4 separate regions of the Mus musculus genome follow, and all the other regions are linked to region 3. A link is a contact called in public ChIA-PET, Hi-C and promoter capture Hi-C data. All regions are on one chromosome and are shown on one strand. The core of a region is the stretch at or near the end of the contact, and the rest is flanking DNA. Distances in the headings are between cores, read along the strand shown. Region 1 holds the start of Coq6 (coenzyme Q6 monooxygenase). Region 2 overlaps Papln (papilin, proteoglycan-like sulfated glycoprotein). Region 3 holds the start of Acot6 (acyl-CoA thioesterase 6). Region 4 holds the start of Rnf113a2 (ring finger protein 113A2).

Region 1 (4,232 bases), core at 34-2,533, 260 kb after region 3:
GATTACAAGTTTGAGCCATAATGCTGGCTCTTTCGTTTTAAAAACAACTTTATTGAAACACAATGTCCATAGTGTACAAGTGAGCCATTCAAAGCGTACTCTCCTCCAGTTTCTAAAACAGCCAGGGTCATCTAGCAATCACAGTAGAAGTCAGACCATTTTCACCATTCCTCTAAAGCAGTGTCCTCAACTGTTCTAATGCATCGACCCTTTAATACAGTGTTTCATGTGGTGGTGAGCCCCAACCATAGTCATTTTCATTGTTAATACTGTAATTTTGCTACTGTTATGAATTGTAAGGTAAATATCTGATATGCAGGATGATCTTAGGTGAAACAGATTGAGAATCTCTGCTCTGAAGCACCAGTGTAGCATTTAATTGTCACTTATATCCCTTAACCCTCCCACATCTTCCTCTCAACCTGTCAGCCCTAGGCAACTACCAGCCTACTTTCTGTTTTCAGAGATTTCGGGGCAAATTGCTTAACCCATCTCTTTTCTTTTCTAGAAAATGGGTTTGAGAGGATACAACACATTAAACACATTCAGTTTAATGAATTTTAATATATTTGAAGAGCTGCGTTTCGGTGCGTTTTCCTTACTCTAAAACGACAACAAAAACCTTGGAAGCTTTTAGAAGTCTCTCCTCACCTCCTCAGCCCTTTTAGAAGTCTCTCCCTGTTTCTCCTCACCTCAGCCCCATGCAATGACGCGCCCCCTAGATTTGCCTTTTCTGGATAATCATATTAAGATAGAGATCGCTTTTAAGATTTTCAAGGTTAATTCGTGGTTTGTTATTAGTACGATTCCTGATATCAGAGCCTGGTACAAGACACAAAAGACCCACGTCCCCCAAGACTGGTTCTCTAAGTGCCCAAGCGCTGCCAATTTTAATTCTTCGCCCTTTGATGACACGCCCCTGACTCTGTCTCCACGGCAACGCTAAACAGTTTCCACTCTTGAGGATTCCTTGCTGAGGCATCCGACTTCCTCCTTTCTCCACTCACCTCACGGCTCCACTCGGCGCACTCAGGACCTCCCGCAGTCCTCCCCACAGTCATCTTCCTAACTAGAGAGAGAGAGAAGCAGAGGTGAAAGCAGCAGTGACAACCGTGACAGCGGCGCCGGCGGTTAGGTACTGCTAGCCACGCCCCTTCATGGCTTTAGCCTTGGATTGGCTTCCAGTCTTTAGTCTGTTCCGCCCAATGAGGCAAGAGCGTCTTCTGATTGGATAATTTTCTTCAACTATTTTATTTCCGGTTTTGAAGACAGGGCTAAAACCACACAAGGTTGACGACTGCCCCGGAAGCACTTTCCAGGACCTATCAGGGAGAAGTCCCGGGCGCGGGCGCAGGCAGGAGTCATTATGGCGGCCCGCATTGGCTCCATGGCAGGCTTGCTCTGCGTTCGCTGGTGGAGTTCCGCGCAGCTCGCAGCCAGAGGAGGCCCGCTAGTTGCCAGCCAGCGATGGGCGGGCTCCTCGGCAGACACCGTGTACGACGTGGTGGTGTCAGGAGGAGGCCTAGTGGGCTCTGCCATGGCTTGTGCCTTAGGTAGGTGCATCTCGACCGCGGGCTGGAGGATCTGGGCTGTGGAGGGACGGTACTCACAGTGGAGGTCGGGACGCTGTCCAGACACCTAACGTGCCTGACCTGGTGCTTTGCTCACTGTCCTTCCAGGGGAGTCCTCGGGAATGGCATGGGTTCTGCGGGATCACAAGTGGGCGGGCCTTTCTAAGTCAGTCTGACCCTTGAGAACTGTCCAGGATTGTTTATGAGCACCTCGAGAGGCATCGGGCTTTGTAGTATCGGATGGTAGATCGGATTGACCTCGAAATCACAGAGATCATCTTCCTCAGTCTTCTGAGTGCTGGGATTAAGGCCCGCGCCCCCACTCCTGGTCTTAAAGCTGCTTTATTAAGATAACATTCATCTAGTTATAAGTGCTCCCACTTAAAGCGTACAGTCCAATGAGTTTTTAGTATTTTTGCAGAGCTATTCAGTACCTACAATAAGTTTTATTACCGTTTCCTTACTTTATAAAAAACCAAAAAGCAAAAAAATAAAAAAAGACTTGGAATTCATTAGATGTCACTCTCCACACTTCTGCTCACCTTCTCAGCCCTACAGACTCTCCTACTTTCTGTCTATAGATTTACCTTTTCCGGATAGTTCTATGTAGTTGGAGATATACTCTGTTTTAAAGGTTAATCCAGGTTGGAGTCTGTATCAGACAGCTTTTGTTTTGAGAGCTGATGCCATCCTCAATTGTGTTGAAAGTATGCTTGGTTTTCACTTTTGGCCTGTAAAGGAATGATGCTAGTAGGGACATTCTGTGTGCAAACTTTGGTGTGAACAGTGTTGATCATCTCGAGGCTATTCTCTAGTGAAATCTCTGGGTTATGTGGCAATGCTGATGTTTTGAAGACCTGCCAGACTTTGAGAGAGTGCCCCAGTTTATGTTATCATTGACAGTAGATGAATGCTCAGGTTTCTCCTGACCCTGACAGCACTATCTGCTGCCTTTTTTCTTTGTCCTCTGAAGTTCGTAGGAAGTGGCTTGTGTTTATATTTCCCTAATGACCAATGGTGTGGAATATATTTACCAAGTGCTGGCATGATGTAGCACCGTTTCTGGGCCCTTCGAAACTTTAGCATTCACATTTTGGTGGCTCGCTCTTGTGTTAGGTTTGTGTGTATGTTTTCCTTTGTACTGCATCCTTCTCTCGCTCTTTTCTGAGCGTCACGGGGAAGGAAGACAGCAGCTCTTTTACTAACGTTCACACACAATTCTGTTTTGTTATTGTTTGCTTTTCTGTCTAGCAAAGTATTATATTTTAAAACTCAGGAGTGACTGTTAAAATCATGGTAGTAAAAAGCATGGTGTTTTTTGCAGGAGGATCAGAAGTTCAAAGCCATCCTTGGGTTACATAGAATGCAAAACTCCCAAAACAAACAAAAATATGTGACTAAGGTATTTCCAATAGTCTTTTTGTTTGTTTGTTTGTTTAAAATAAGGTGCTGTGTAATCTTTGCTGGTGTGGACCTTTAACTGATCCCGCTGTCTCTGCCTCCCAAATGCTGGGCTCCCAAGCACAGGCTGTTACTCCCGAGTTATAAAGGCGCTTACTGACTTTCCCCCTTCAGTCCCCTGTTTTCCATAATTCTTCCTAAAACTCACAACTAATTGTTGTTTTAGGCTTGAGTTTCCCTCTGACATTTGAGTTTGGGAACAGTTCCCTGCATAATTGCACAGTTGCATTCTTAATCCATTCTTGTCATATTCTTTGGGTTTTATTCTGAGACTCCTCCTCCTCCTTGAGCCCCTGGGTAGCCATACAAGTGTGCACCACTACGCCTGGGCTTCTCACTTGATTTCTAGGTGGTTTTTTTCTCATTTCAAAAACAGTTACATTAAATAGCTAAGAAATAAAACACATCACCTGGGTGTATTTTATAATGTACTTGGAAATCTAATTGTTTTCCTTTTAGTTTTATCTTACCCAACAAACATACAGTGCCTACTTTATGGGTCCGCAGCTGGAAATTATATTCTAAGGGAAGAATGTAGGGAATGTGGAACCTGGAAAAGGACACAGATAACCAGGGGGGGAGGAAGCATGACAGGAAAGCTCCCTCGTAGAGGGACCAGCAGCTGGTATGTGCTGGAGGACAAAGTGCCTGCTGTGGAGGACACACCCAGGAAGCGAGGCCAGATCACAGGGATTGATCAATCATAGAGCACTACCACCTTCAGAGCAAGGGGCAGGGTGATGGGGGACTAGGAGACCATGATTTTGAGCAAGCATGTCTGGGTCCCTCCTTCCTCTTACTACCCAGCAAGAGGGATCAGCGCCGTTGGGTTGACTGCTGCTCACTGCCTGCTCCATGGCAGCCATTTTGGTTTTTATCCACTCGTGTGCCTGTCGTAATGATGCCTATTCACTACCAGTGCGCAGGGATAGTGCCTGCAGGCACGTGTGGAATTTATGGATGACACCTGTCGCTCTATCATCTAAAATGCAAAGGCCCATTGCTGACCCTATTGGAGTCAGAAAGGGAGGCTCGGAGGTTGTAGTAACCTTGCTGCTGGGTCCTAGATAGCCACTGGTTGGCCTGTGGGATGGCCTGCGACTGTTAATAAGGCAGTTGTGGGTTTTTTTTTTGTTTTTTTGTTTTTGTTTTTTTTTCTGGTTTTTCGAGACAGGGTTTCTCTGTGTAGGTCTGGCTGTC
Region 2 (4,110 bases), core at 67-2,566, 310 kb before region 3:
CAGTGCCTTCCGTGGGAGCCAGGCTGTGAGTCGCAGCACCGAGGTGAAGGTGGCCCTCCCAGGTGAGAAAGGCTCGTCATGGGCTTTGCTGTCCTGAAGGCAGCTGAGCACCAAGGGCCACGGGCACGTTCTCATCTGTGCTCACGTTCTGGTTACTGGCACTGTAACAGGGGTGGGTGTTTCTTATGGCCCCAGAGCCCTGCTTTACTGGGGCTAGCCCACCATCTAAGGCCATGGTGAAGATGTAGCAAAGTGGTCAGAGTTCTGTCATTCAGCTTTATCCCTAACATAATGTTCATGGTGGTTGGCTGCTAAAGTCCAAATTCTAATCAGGGTGGCAGAAGGCCCTGTGGGTCTGGGCTGTGGCTCAGTGCAGAGCTCTTGCCTAAGGCCTTAGGCTCTAGCCCAGCACCGTGACAAACACGGAGAACAAATAAATAGAAAAGGCAGAGGACAGATTCTTTGATCATTGTTGGCACAGTCTCCTTTCCAAATCACGTACAGTTTGTAATTTAAAGATAAAGATTAAAAATTTATATAAAAAATGGCTGTAGGATGGAAACGTGTGTTTTTGATCATCTAGGCATGTAATAGGATACAGTCACCCTCATCCTTTTTCCACGAGACAGGCAGCCAGAGAGCTGCAGGGTGTTCCCACTTGTTCACACAGCAGATTTGTGGCCAGCTGGGACTCAAGCCCAGGCTTTTTGACTCCTGATTTTACTTAACTTATGTAGCCCAGGCTGACCTTGAACTTGTTATGTAGCCAACGCTGGTCTCACCTTTAATCTCCCTGCCTCTGCTTCCAAGGTGCTACTGTGCCTGTTCTCTTAAGCTCCATCTCAGAACTCGTGAAGCAGGACTGTTTGATGTTCAAACTTGCAGGGGCTCTGTGTTTAAGTGACAGGGCAGGAGGGGCCCCTCACAGTGCTCTCCACAGGTCTTAGTGTTTCAGGGAGATGGAACATCAAACAGCTCAGAGCCTCCAGTCAAACAGCCAGTTCTCATAACCTGAGGTGCATCCCGAAGATGCCAGAGAAAGGGTTCTTGGCTTGGCGGTAATGGTACCAACTGCCTGGTGTGCTTGAACATTGCCGTGCCACCGGGGCAGGCCTGGCTGTCCTCCTGGATGCCAGACTGCGGGTGAGAACTGGCCAGGGGTTGAAGGTGTCTGCTACAGTGTTGCTTTGTGAGACTGACACTCAGGTTTCCCTCTGTGAGCTCCCTGGGACCCTAGGGCCCAGACAAGTGCTCTGCAATATGGAGACTCACACGGCTGTGACTGTGTGTGCCTGTGTGACCACACTCTGGTCAAAGTCCCATATGGCAGGACTTCTACCTTTGATGTTTCTAGAAAATCCTACTCATCTATACACTGATCAAACTAATAAGACCAGGAAAACCCAGAATGCAGATTTACTGTGGTGAAGAGAAGAGACCTTAGGAGACTGAGGATCTGAGCATGGTGATACATGGTGACACATGCCTATGAATTCTAGAACATTATCCTGACTTAAGACAAAACCTACCACACTACCAAACTCCTCAAGGGGACCTGGATGTTTACATTTGTGATCAGCCGTAGATGTGTCTACAGTGAGGGAAGCTTGTTTGACAATGGTGGCTAGTAGGCTTTTAGGCTTTTGGTGATGTGTGGCTGCCAAGCTGATCTCCCAGACACCACCCACGGCCACAGGCCTCTTTTGCTCTCTGCTGCATGTGGCTAAGAATATGTTCCATATTCTGGAGGCATCTCTCCAGAAGCCCGGCTGTCCCCCCCCAGCCTGTCTGTATTCCTTTCACTGACCAGGCTGCAGATCTGTTCTAACTCGTTGGTTTGGAGTCACATAGTGAGTGTCTCATGACTGGGAGCACTGGAGTTAGTTGGCTTAGGCTTTTCTCACCCTGGCTTGTTCTGCCCAAGGGTTAAGTGAATAGGATATATTGTGGGGACAAAGGCTGTCTGCTAACCATTCTGTCTGCCTCATTTTCTGAGGGGAGGACACGGCTGTGGGGCCAGGGCAGCAGACAGCACTCAGGTTTTTGCTGTGTGCCTGGTGGTAGGGACAGTGCTGCAAGAGCCTGCAGAGAGAAGGGGGGTAATTGTAGGATGAGAGAGTGGAATCAAATTCTTAACAATCACCAGACACTCGTAGGATATTGAGGGTGGCACGCGGGCTTGGGCCTCCGTGTAGTCTTAGAACTTTGAAGATTCATCACGTTCTCGGGTGGAAACCAGGAAAGATGGGGATATAGGAGACAGATGCAAGCTGGGAGGTTGGTGGAACCCAGTAGCAATAGGAAGATGGCAATGGCTTACTGACTTCCGGTTTCCCTAGGACTGACCCTACTGATCTTTCCTGCCAATCTGGGCCCATATAGCTGTCATTGGCTTTGCAGTTCCAGACAGTAGGGCAGGAAGTTAAATGTGGAGCCGTCGATGGTCTAGCCAGAAATAGGAAAGCCTGGAAAAGGCTGTGCACTGGGCATAGGCCGCAGATAAGGGTCACAGGAGGGCCTGTGAGAGGCTGCAGCGAGAGCTGCCTCAGCCCTTTCTCTCCTTGTCCTGCAGCGCCAGCCGCACAGTCCAGGGACCTAGGCAAGGACTGCATCGACCAGCCGGAGCTGGCCAACTGTGCGTTGATCCTGCAGGCCCAGCTCTGTGGCAATGAATATTACTCCAGCTTCTGCTGTGCCAGCTGCTCCCGCTTCCAGCCAAATGCCCAGCCTGTGTGGCAGCAGGGATGAAGGCTGGCTGTGGCGCCAGGTCTGGATAGTTTGCTGGGGAGAAGGGATGGTAAGACATGGCTTGCAGAGGGAGTCGTCTTTCAGATCCTGCCCCTCTCAGAAATCCAGGGTTGAGCCCCAGCAGCTGCCAGTGCCGGCTTCCCTTGTAGTGCTCAGCAGGGTCTGTCTGATATGACCACAGGCTGCTGTGAAGAAGAGGAACCCTTTACACCTCCCCTCTATAGTATCTACTGCACCGAGGACCTTTTATCTGAAATGCTTTGGACCAAAGTGTTTTAAGCTATTAAGTATTTGTAGACTTTACTAATTGAACGTCCCTAACCTAAAGTTCTGAAATGCTCCGAAGCTTCAAAGACCCAATCGCCATGTCAGCTTTCAAAACTGTCCGGGTTTCGAAGCACGTTTGATTTTGGGTGAGAGGTGCTCAATTTGTACAGAGAATCCACTTAGCGCACTGCAGAGCCAGCTGGGTGGGGTGTCTGTGATGGCAGGGGGACGGTAACTGCTCAGTCAGACAAGGATTCCTGCTAGAATCCAGGTCTGTGTGTGGGGAGAGGTGAGCAGTCATTCAGGCTGTCCATCTTCCTGGGCAGTGGCAGTGGCACAGCTGCCTTCACCACCATCAGTGTGTGAAGCTCACAGTGTAATGCCAGGGAAAAGCACTCAGCAAGGTGGAGGCCATAGGCTGCGATGCAGGGGTGTGGGATGGAAAAGCCAGACAGCCTGAAAAGGTCCACTCCTTACACAGCTCACTGGCCTGCTCTGAGTAGTGAAGAGTCATGCTTCCTTAAGTAGGAATCTGTGGAGCTTATCTGTTGCTAGAGAAACTCAGACTATGCTGCAAACAGTGGCTGGGAGCTGGTGAGATGGCTCAGTGGTTAAGGCACTCACTGGCAAGCCTGATGGCTGGAATGTGCTCTCTGGAACCTCCCTGGTGGGTGGCAGAACTGACTCAGGCCAGCCGCCCTGACTGCACGCACGGAAGCACAGCTGTAAAGTCCGTAGAACAGCAGCTGCGAATGGTGCTGCAATGGTGCTGCAAGCCTACAATCCCAGGGCTCGAGAGGCTGAAGCAGGAGAGCTACAGTGTGAGGCAGTCTGGGCCACAGTGAGATCCTGCCTCAGAGTAAACAACCCATAGAACCCAGCATCAGCGGATGTGACGTGACACCCAGGGCAGTGATTTTAGTAGTCTGAGCTGCAGGAAGGCATTCATCTTTTACAATCTCCGATTTCTTAATGCTCTAGGAAGAGGCCTGGATTTAATGAGCTTCCAGGGCTCGTCCCACTTTTTCTCTGACTCCTCTGGAAGACTGTCTAGTAACACAGGTTACTATGGGAGCAAAGTTCTGACACTTGCTG
Region 3 (4,344 bases), core at 1,334-3,833:
AAACAGAGGGATCCAGAATTTACTGGATCAGGATAAAATTTACTGGGGACTCACAGACAGAAATGTGTCTAGAGCAGCAACATGACAAGAAGATTTTTTTTAACCCAGTGACAAGATTTATGCCCTACAATTGCCAAGGGTGACCCATGAGAACTGGAATGTACCTAGCTATACCAAACACTTATTCATCTCAGTTAAAAAGTAATCTGAGTACCAGAGGATGTTACAGCATGCTTAGCTGACTGATTCAAGGCCTCTGCTTGTCATAAGGGCTTGGAGTACATGACAGAATAACAAGATAGCTGTTATAACCAAGGTACTTATATTAGTTAAGCGGAATCCCCACATTGTCACAAAGGATGAATATGTATAGAAAATATCAGACCCAGAGGCTTTACAATGGGATGAAAAGAAAACTTTAAAAATTCCCAGTTGAAGCTGGGTGGTGGTGGCGCACATTTTTAATCCCAGCGTTTGGAAGGCAGAGGCAGGTGGATCTCTGAGTTCAGGGTCAGCCTGGTCTACAGAGTTGAGTTCCAGAACAGCCAGGGCTACACAAAGAGACCCTGTCTCATGAAAAAGAAAAACAAGGAGGAGGGGAGGGAGGTAGTGACTTCTTTAGGCCACTTGGAGTGCGCCCGTGAATGGAGTTGTAGAATCCTAATGTCTGTCTTTCTAAAGCGTGATGTGATGTGTATGTCGGTGGACCTCACCTTGCTGACCACATTACTCCCACAAGAGGCTTCCGTCGGTGGAGGCCCCAGATCTTGGACTGGATTACAGAAACTTTAGTTAAACATTTTCTCCCCATAAATTAATGCCCTGGGATATCTCCTTGCAGTAATGCAAACCTGATTAAAACAATTATCTTTGGGAAAGAATGCCTGGAGCGGAAGAGTGGCTCCCAGGGTCTGGTGTTGAGAGTTTCTTTTCCAGATCTTGTGCTTAGGTGGTTTGCCTGTGTGTCTCTGTGTATCAATTCACTTGACACATTCAACCTATTCTTTTCATATGTGTGTTTCCTATGTTTCAAAGTGTCTCTCAAAGCTTGTATGCCAGAAAAGACAGTTTTTTCTTCTAGGACAGGGTTTCTCTGTGTAGCTCTGGCTGTCCTGGAACTCACTCTAGACCAGGCTGGCCTCGAACTCAGAGACCCAGCTGCTTCAGAGCTCCAGCTGCCACTGCCTCCCGAGTATTGAAATTAAAGGCATGCACCACTATCACCCGGCATCGGGTGATAGAAACTCCATATCCACTGCCCCTGTAAGACTAGGTAGAAACTTTAACTCCATGTTGGTGAATGGAGTGAGTTACAGCAGGGGTGGGTCATCTCTAGTTCTCTCTTTGAAGGATGAGTGTGGCCTTTTTTCTTGTGTGCTTTGTTCCATCTGTGTGTGTTTGTTTAAAACAGGATCTTGCTATGCAACCCAGGCTTGCTTTGAATTACAATTATTGGGGTTCAGGAATTGCCACTCAAACCAAACTAACAGTGACCTCAGTTAAGCAAGAGTAGCTTATTGAACGCACACCTTAATACTGGGCATCCAGTACTGCAAAAGGGACTTGTTGGGAACTTAACTGCAGTCCAGTCTGCTCTCACAGTAGACTTTTTATAGGAAAAACCAGGTTCAAAAGTTCAAAGGGCAAGGAGGGGAGCAGTTGGTTTACTAGACAAAGTATTATCAGCTAACCTTTAAGCTGATTGGTGCTGAGTAAGGTAGGGTAGGTGGTGGATGGGTGGTGAACAGGGGAATTTCAGAGTACTGAGATAACAGCATGCGTATTATAGTCACAACTTTGGGGCTTATTAGTAGCATTCTTCAGTGTCAGTTATGAAAACCAGAGTGACCTCATTTCATAGGCGCAGGAAGGGCTACCTGGTGGTTATTTTAAACATAACAGTTCATATTGACCTTTGATTTAATGGGTCCTACATAAAGCTTTCTGAAATTTCTTTTTTTTAAAAAAATATTTATTTATTTATTTATTTTATGTATGTGAGTTCACTGTCACTATCCTCAGACACACCAGAAGAGGGCCTTGAATCTCATTAGAGATGGTTGTGAGCCACCATGTGGTTGCTGGGAATTGAACTCAGGACCTCTGGAAGAACAGTCAGTTCTTAACCACTGAGCCATCTCTCCAGCCCCATGTAATTTCTTAAGAGTAGCAAATCTCATTCAGAAAATACAGAACAAAACAGGGTATGTGGTCACATGTCCTTGAGCCAAGTCACTTCTCTGTGTCAGTGACTGGCAGGCATGTTACAGCAATAATATGAAATAGCTGGCAGGCATAGAACAGAATGGCTACAACTATTCTGCAGGGGGGTGGGGGGGATGGGGGACGGGGAGTGTCAGCCTAACACAATGATCCTCCTGTGTCTGAGTCATTACACCCAATTTGAGTGCTGTTAGCTTTCCACTACTGTATGACAGGAGATTGAATATGGGCCCCTCCAACGTAGACTTCCCGGACTTCAAAACTGTAAGACATAAATCTCTGTTCTTTATAAAGTATCTAGCCTTTCATATTTCCCTAAAGTAGAAAAAAAAAAAGGCCTAAAATAAAAGTAATACAGTATTTTAAAGTTGTTTGTTTTTATAGAAAGCTACTACTGAATCCACGCAAAGGGCCAGACTTTGCCTCGATCTTATTCATCTAGTGTCACCGCCTATCCTCAACACCACGTGAGCAGAATCCTCTGTCCTGGCAGAGCTCCGCTGCTACTTTGACTTCACACATCTTTCCTGTATAGAGTCAGCCGGTTTTCTGTTCCTGTCTTGTCTGAGGCACGGGAGCCAGGGGTCGGGAACTCCCAGAGACGCACCAGGTCGGCTCCACAGCAGGCCAGGCTCCGCTCCGGACTCGCGTGGCGCTCCCCGAGGCCTCCAGCTCCTAATGGCGGCGACACTGAGCGTGGAGCCCGCGGGCCGCAGCTGCTGGGACGAACCGCTGAGCATCGCCGTGCGCGGCCTGGCCCCCGAGCAGCCCGTCACGCTGCGCTCTGTCCTGCGCGACGAGAAGGGCATGCTCTTCCGAGCCCACGCGCGCTACCGCGCGGACTCCCACGGCGAGCTGGACCTGGCGCGCACGCCCGCGCTGGGCGGCAGCTTCTCGGGGCTCGAGCCCATGGGGCTGCTCTGGGCCATGGAGCCCGATCGGCCTTTCTGGCGCCTGATCAAGCGCGATGTGCAGATACCCTTCGTGGTGGAGCTGGAGGTGCTGGACGGACACGAGCCGGATGGCGGGCAGCGGCTGGCGCGGGCGGTGCACGAGCGTCACTTCATGGCTCCCGGGGTGCGGCGCGTGCCCGTGCGCGAGGGCCGGGTGCGCGCCACGCTCTTCCTGCCCCCAGGTGAGCAGCTCTCCACCCACCTACCCACCCGGTTCCTAAGCTCACAGCCTAGTCTATTTTTTGGTCCTGAATAGACTCCATGTAGGGTCTGTCACATAACTGTAACTTTAGTAACCTTGTCCCCACTCTCCAAATTCTCTCAATCTTCTTTAAGAGTAAATTTTCTACCAAGTTTCCTTCCCTTTAAGACACCATGAATTCCTCAACTATATGCTGAAGAGGGAGTGCAACTTGAAATCCACTAAATGCCAGCCACACGAGGGAGGGAGTACTGATAACTTATGCCTGTAGTAAGAGTGACTTTTGCCTCCTTTCACATCAAACTTTCAAAGAGCCTTTAACCCACAAATGAAGACAATGTTCCCTAACCATTAAAGCGCACAAAAATGTTTACTACAAAACCTTTCCCTACCATAAACATGCTGGTGGTGGTTTTCAACCTAGAGTTATCCTTGCCCCTTCATGAGGACATTTGGCAATATCTGCAGAGTTTTGTGCTTGTCAAAAATGAAGACTGGAGCCCAGCGGTGGTGACATACACCTTTAGTACTGGGGAGACAGTAGGCTGATCTCTGAGTTCAAGGCCAGCCTGGTCTACAGAGCAAGTAACAGGACTGCCAGGACTACATAGAGAAACGTTTTGGTGGCGGTGGAAGGTGTGTATTGGGGGAGGGGGTGCTGTTTCCATTTAGCTAGTATAGGCCAGCGATCCTGCTAACTTTCTACCCTTCCCACCAAATACTGAACAGCCCCAGATCAAAATGATTCTGTTCCAAATGGATACATTGTGCTGGGAGACAGCTCAGTCGGTAAATTGCTTGCTTGGCAACCATGAAGATCTGACTGAGTTCAAGTCCCCAATACCCAGGTAAAAAGCTGGGCACCAGAGGCAATGCCTGTAAAATGCTGTGAGGCCTCGAAGCCCAAACAGGATTCCCGGGCTTTGTTAACCGCCAGTTCAGCCTGCCAGTGAGCTCCAGTTTTCA
Region 4 (4,044 bases), core at 656-3,155, 320 kb after region 3:
ATGAAGAGGGACAATTTGAGGGAAAAAAAAACCTAGAAGCCTGTATAGAGAGGGATCCATGAATTTTCCTGAAAGGCCTGTTTCATACTATTTGCTGATTTCCATGGTATAGCTGCATTCAGAGTCATCTGAATGCCCAATTAAAGCTTATGCCTGTGTCATATGGCTGAGCAGGTGTTGCTAGTGATGGGTGGCAGGCCTCAGCACTGTTCCCCTGGGCCCCTCAGGAACTTGCTTGAGTGTTCCTGTTATATGTCAGATGACGCTGAGAGTGAAAACTTCAAGAATTCAAGAGCTGGGCAGAAGCTATCCTCTGTGTGTGTGTGTGTGTGTGTGTGTGTGTGTGTGTGAGAGAGAGAGAGAGAGAGAGAGAGAGAGAGAGTATGAGAGGAAGAGGGAGAGGGAGAGGGAGAGAGAGAGAGAGAAAGAGAGAGAGTGTGTGTGTGTGTGTGTGTGAGAGAGAGAGAGAGAGAGAGAGAGAGAGAGAGAGTGTGTGTGTGTGTGTGTGTGTGTGTGTTTTCGTTCCCGGGCCCTCGTGTGTGCTATGAACGCATTCTATCCTGACCTGTATCCCTATCCTTGCAAGTGGCACCGCAACATTTCTCCCATAGACTATTATTTGGAACCAAGTCTCTAAATCTGGTCCACATTCTAAGGGTGGAAATTAGGTTCTGTCATTTGAAGATAGTGTCAAAGAATTGCAAGCATACTTTAAAACCACACACCCTTATACCCCTAAGTATACACAGCTGCAATAGGAATATTTATGCATTTTGGTTGCTTGAAACTCCCTCCTGTTATAACAGCTGGCTGCGTTCTTTTCGTATGCCCAGTCTGGCCTCATAATTGAAACACCACTTCTGTCTTAGCCTCACAGTGCTGAGATTACAGACACAAGCCTCCCCATCTTTATTTGGTTTTTATTCTTTTTGTCTCAAAGATTTTATCTTTAATTATGTGCATGGGTGTTGGGGGGTGGGGTATACATGTGTGTTCATGTACAGGCAGAGGCCAGAATCCTCTGGAGACTGGATCCTCTGGAGCCGGAGCTATAAGCAGTTGTTAGCTGACTGATGTGGGGACTGGAAACTGAACTCTGGTCTTCTGCAAGACCTATACACGCTCTTAATTGCTGAATCATCTCTCCAAGCCCCCATCCTAATTTTATTTTGAGGAGGGTCTCCTGTAGCCCAGGCTAGCTCTGAGCTCCTGATTCTCTTGCCTCTGCCTCCCAAGCACTGGAATTAAAATGTTCTGTTCACTTCCCTCAAGAATCTTCTATGTTTCTCAGCTGTAAACAGCATATTGTTTAGACAGTTTAGTGTGTAAGTTAAATTTACCCATATCGAGTTATAATCTTTTATAACACTACACTTACACCAATACACGGCCTTTTAACCCTTTAGTTTACCCAAATTGGATATTCATGTAACTTTGAAGTCTTCTTTATTTTCTGTTTTGGTGCTTGAGCCCAGAGCCTTTGGGTATGCTTAAGAAATCAATCTACCACTAAGCTACACTCCCAGCCTTTGGTTTTTTGTTGTTTTTGTTTTGTTCAGAATATCTCTTTTATTATCAATAAATAGCGGATAGATCTTTATCTATTAAATTTTCTCCTAGCATTTAAAGGCTTACATCATTTAATGCACTTTCTCCTCGTGGTCTTTCCCCAGAGTTCTGTTTAATGACTCCTTGTACCTTTCCATGGGATTTGGTACAGAACACATCCTGATTTACCTTCTCCCTAATAGACTAAATTATTTGAGGCGGGAGTTTTGTATTCGTTGCAATTCAAGAATCACAGCAATACTTGATTGGAGATCTAGGTTCATCTTTAAAAAAAAAAAAAAAAAAAAAAAAAAAAAAAACCTTTAGCGGGCTAGCTGGCGCATGCGCATGCGCCGTGACGGTCTCGGGCTCCGCGGCTGACACCTCGCAGCTCCGCAGTGACGTAGCCGCGCTGCTTAGCAGTGACGCAGCAGCCCGCGCCACCCTTCACGCCGCAGCTACTGCCAGCCGTTTCGGCGCTCCGGAGTCGAAGATGGCAGAACAAGTTTCTCAGGGAAAGTCGGAGGATCAGGTGTGCACCTTCCTCTTCAAAAAGCCCGGGCGGAAAGGAAGTGCTGGCCGTCGGAAGCGGCCGGCGTGCGACCCGGAGTCTGGGGAAAGCGGAAGCAGTAGCGACGAAGGATGCTCGGTTGTGCGACCGGAGAAGAAGCGGGCGGCCCACAATCCGATGATCCAGAAGACGAGTGGCAGCGGTAAACAGAAAGGGGCCTACTGTGATCTGAGCAGCGAAGAGGAGGAGAAGGCGGGGAATGAGAGTCTAGGCGTCGTCTACAAGTCCACGCGCTCGGCGAAACCGGTGGGGCCCGAGGATATGGGGGCCACAGCAGTTTACGAGTTGGACACTGAGAAAGAACGAGACGCACAGGCCATTTTTGAGCGCAGTCAGAAAATCCAGGAGGAGCTGAGAGGCAAGGAGGATGACAAAATCTATCGTGGAATTAATAATTACCAGAAATACATGAAGCCCAAGGATACATCCATGGGCAATGCCTCCTCTGGCATGGTAAGAAAGGGCCCCATCCGAGCCCCTGAACATCTACGCGCTACTGTGCGCTGGGATTACCAGCCTGATATTTGTAAGGACTACAAGGAGACTGGCTTCTGTGGCTTTGGAGACAGCTGCAAATTCCTCCATGACCGTTCAGATTACAAGCACGGATGGCAGATAGAACGTGAACTCGATGAGGGCCGCTACGGTGTGTATGAAGACGAAAACTATGAAGTAGAAAGTGATGATGAGGAGATACCATTCAAATGTTTCATCTGTCGCCAAACCTTCCAGAATCCGGTTGTCACCAAGTGTAAACATTATTTCTGTGAGACCTGTGCACTGCAGCATTTCCGAACCACTCCACGATGCTATGTTTGTGAGCAACAGACCCATGGGGTTTTCAATCCTGCGAAAGAACTGATTGCTAAACTGGAGAAGTATCGAAAAGCAGAGGGTGGTGCTTCCAGCACCCCAGAAGACGCCGATGGGATCTAATTGCCATTACTTAGATGTCCCATAATTGTCAAATCTCAAAGTACTTTTTGTTTTGGTCATCTCAAACCAAAGCAATCACAGTTGAAGAAATACTAAGTTTTCTAGGAAGAATATCCAAGTTTTGTTTTATATGACATGCTGGAGATGGAATCAATACAGTTAACTTAAAGAACTCTCCTGTTTATAGCTATATTTTCTGAATCTAAATAAAGAACTAGCTCATACTCTAGTACCCTGGTGTGATCTTTCTTTTTTAAAGAACAATGCCGCCACCTATTAGAGAGGTAGATTTCAGACTATTTAAAGAGGGCTGCTGAGGAACACTTACAATTCAAGGGAAAAGTTAGTGCCTTACTGGAAAAAAATAGGGCAGATTTGTGGAATCTGAAATGTAGAAGAAATGAGGCAGATATGAGGGCCCCATATACTTAAAATTGTGATGTATATATAGGTAAGAGATTATTTGTATAGAATTCACTGCATGTTGAGTCTAATACATTTAGTTTATGAAAAGGGATTCAAGTTATGTATCTCAAAGGAAAACAGTGAAAGCCAGATTAGTGTGTTTGTTGTATGTGTATGTGTGAGCACTCTACCTTTGTGCAATTAGGGAAGTCAGTCAGCTGACAATTTTGTAGTGTCATCTCCATCCACATTTACTTAAAACTCAAACTTAAGTTGCCAGGATTGTGTGACAGACACCTTTATCCCTTTACCTTCTGAGCCATCTCACTTGCTCCTTGTTTGAGTTTTTGAGGCAATCTTTCTGTGTCTCAGATTGACCTTCAAATCATTATATATTCAAGGCAGGTCTTAAATTTGGAAGTATTTCGCCTAGGGCTTCTAACTTCTGGGGTTACAATTGTGAATCACCATGCCCAGCCACTAATTTTTACCTTAACTTTTATTTACTTTGTGTGTGTGTAGAAGTCAAAATATAACTTGGAGTCAGGTATTTCCTTCCACTGTGTGGGTCCTGAGTACCTTTA

Evidence for each region. A called contact is a pair of places that touch in the nucleus more often than the background predicts. ChIA-PET counts read pairs in DNA pulled down with a chosen protein or histone mark. Capture Hi-C pulls out chosen DNA fragments and counts their contacts.
Region 1: a promoter capture Hi-C map of adipose tissue shows a contact between it and region 3. The contact joins the promoter of Coq6 here to the promoter of Acot6 in region 3. A contact is called at or near these places in 1 of 39 promoter capture datasets (stem cell-derived epiblast-like cells), 2 of 484 Hi-C or Micro-C datasets (CD4 T cells and bone marrow-derived macrophages), 3 of 115 datasets of contacts at active chromatin or transcription factors (embryonic stem cells and memory CD8 T cells) and 3 of 9 other capture datasets (adipose tissue, liver and macrophages).
Region 2: a contact with region 3 is called in a Hi-C map of liver, with 2.6 times the contacts expected there. The contact joins the enhancer-like site here to the promoter of Acot6 in region 3. A contact is called at or near these places in 4 of 39 promoter capture datasets (HPC-7-derived erythroid cells, cranial neural crest, embryonic stem cells and 1 more), 2 of 484 Hi-C or Micro-C datasets (bone marrow-derived macrophages and liver), 2 of 115 datasets of contacts at active chromatin or transcription factors (embryonic midbrain and embryonic stem cells) and 1 of 9 other capture datasets (adipose tissue).
Region 4: a contact with region 3 is called in an RNA polymerase II ChIA-PET map of memory CD8 T cells, with 9 read pairs. The contact joins the promoter of Rnf113a2 here to the promoter of Acot6 in region 3. A contact is called at or near these places in 2 of 115 datasets of contacts at active chromatin or transcription factors (embryonic stem cells and memory CD8 T cells) and 1 of 9 other capture datasets (macrophages).

Annotation. Positions count from the first base shown.
Region 1 is chr12:84,360,685-84,364,916 of GRCm38.p6, forward strand. It overlaps Coq6 (coenzyme Q6 monooxygenase), which reads left to right and starts at 1,284. Exons shown (of 12, transcript NM_172582.3): 1 at 1,284-1,553. The coding sequence starts at 1,367. It overlaps Fam161b (family with sequence similarity 161, member B), which reads right to left and starts at 1,144. Exons shown (of 9, transcript NM_001358283.1): 1 at 1,008-1,144. The coding sequence starts at 1,061.
Region 2 is chr12:83,789,260-83,793,369 of GRCm38.p6, forward strand. Papln (papilin, proteoglycan-like sulfated glycoprotein) reads left to right here. Exons shown (of 27, transcript NM_130887.3): 26 at 1-62; 27 at 2,573-3,125. The coding sequence ends at 2,748. Among named protein-coding and RNA genes, the nearest start is that of Papln, 28 kb to the left of the region's middle. Within about 2 kb of position 1,317, at least 23 of the 459 cell types and tissues checked have an H3K27ac peak or open chromatin away from gene starts, as enhancers often do. A contact at or near this core is called in liver, where this site is marked.
Region 3 is chr12:84,098,071-84,102,414 of GRCm38.p6, forward strand. Acot6 (acyl-CoA thioesterase 6) reads left to right here and starts at 2,584. Exons shown (of 3, transcript NM_172580.1): 1 at 2,584-3,358. The coding sequence starts at 2,902.
Region 4 is chr12:84,415,295-84,419,338 of GRCm38.p6, forward strand. It overlaps Rnf113a2 (ring finger protein 113A2), which reads left to right and starts at 1,906. Exons shown (of 1, transcript NM_025525.2): 1 at 1,906-3,284. The coding sequence starts at 2,042. The coding sequence ends at 3,055. The region is part of intron 4 of Bbof1 (basal body orientation factor 1); the gene reads left to right.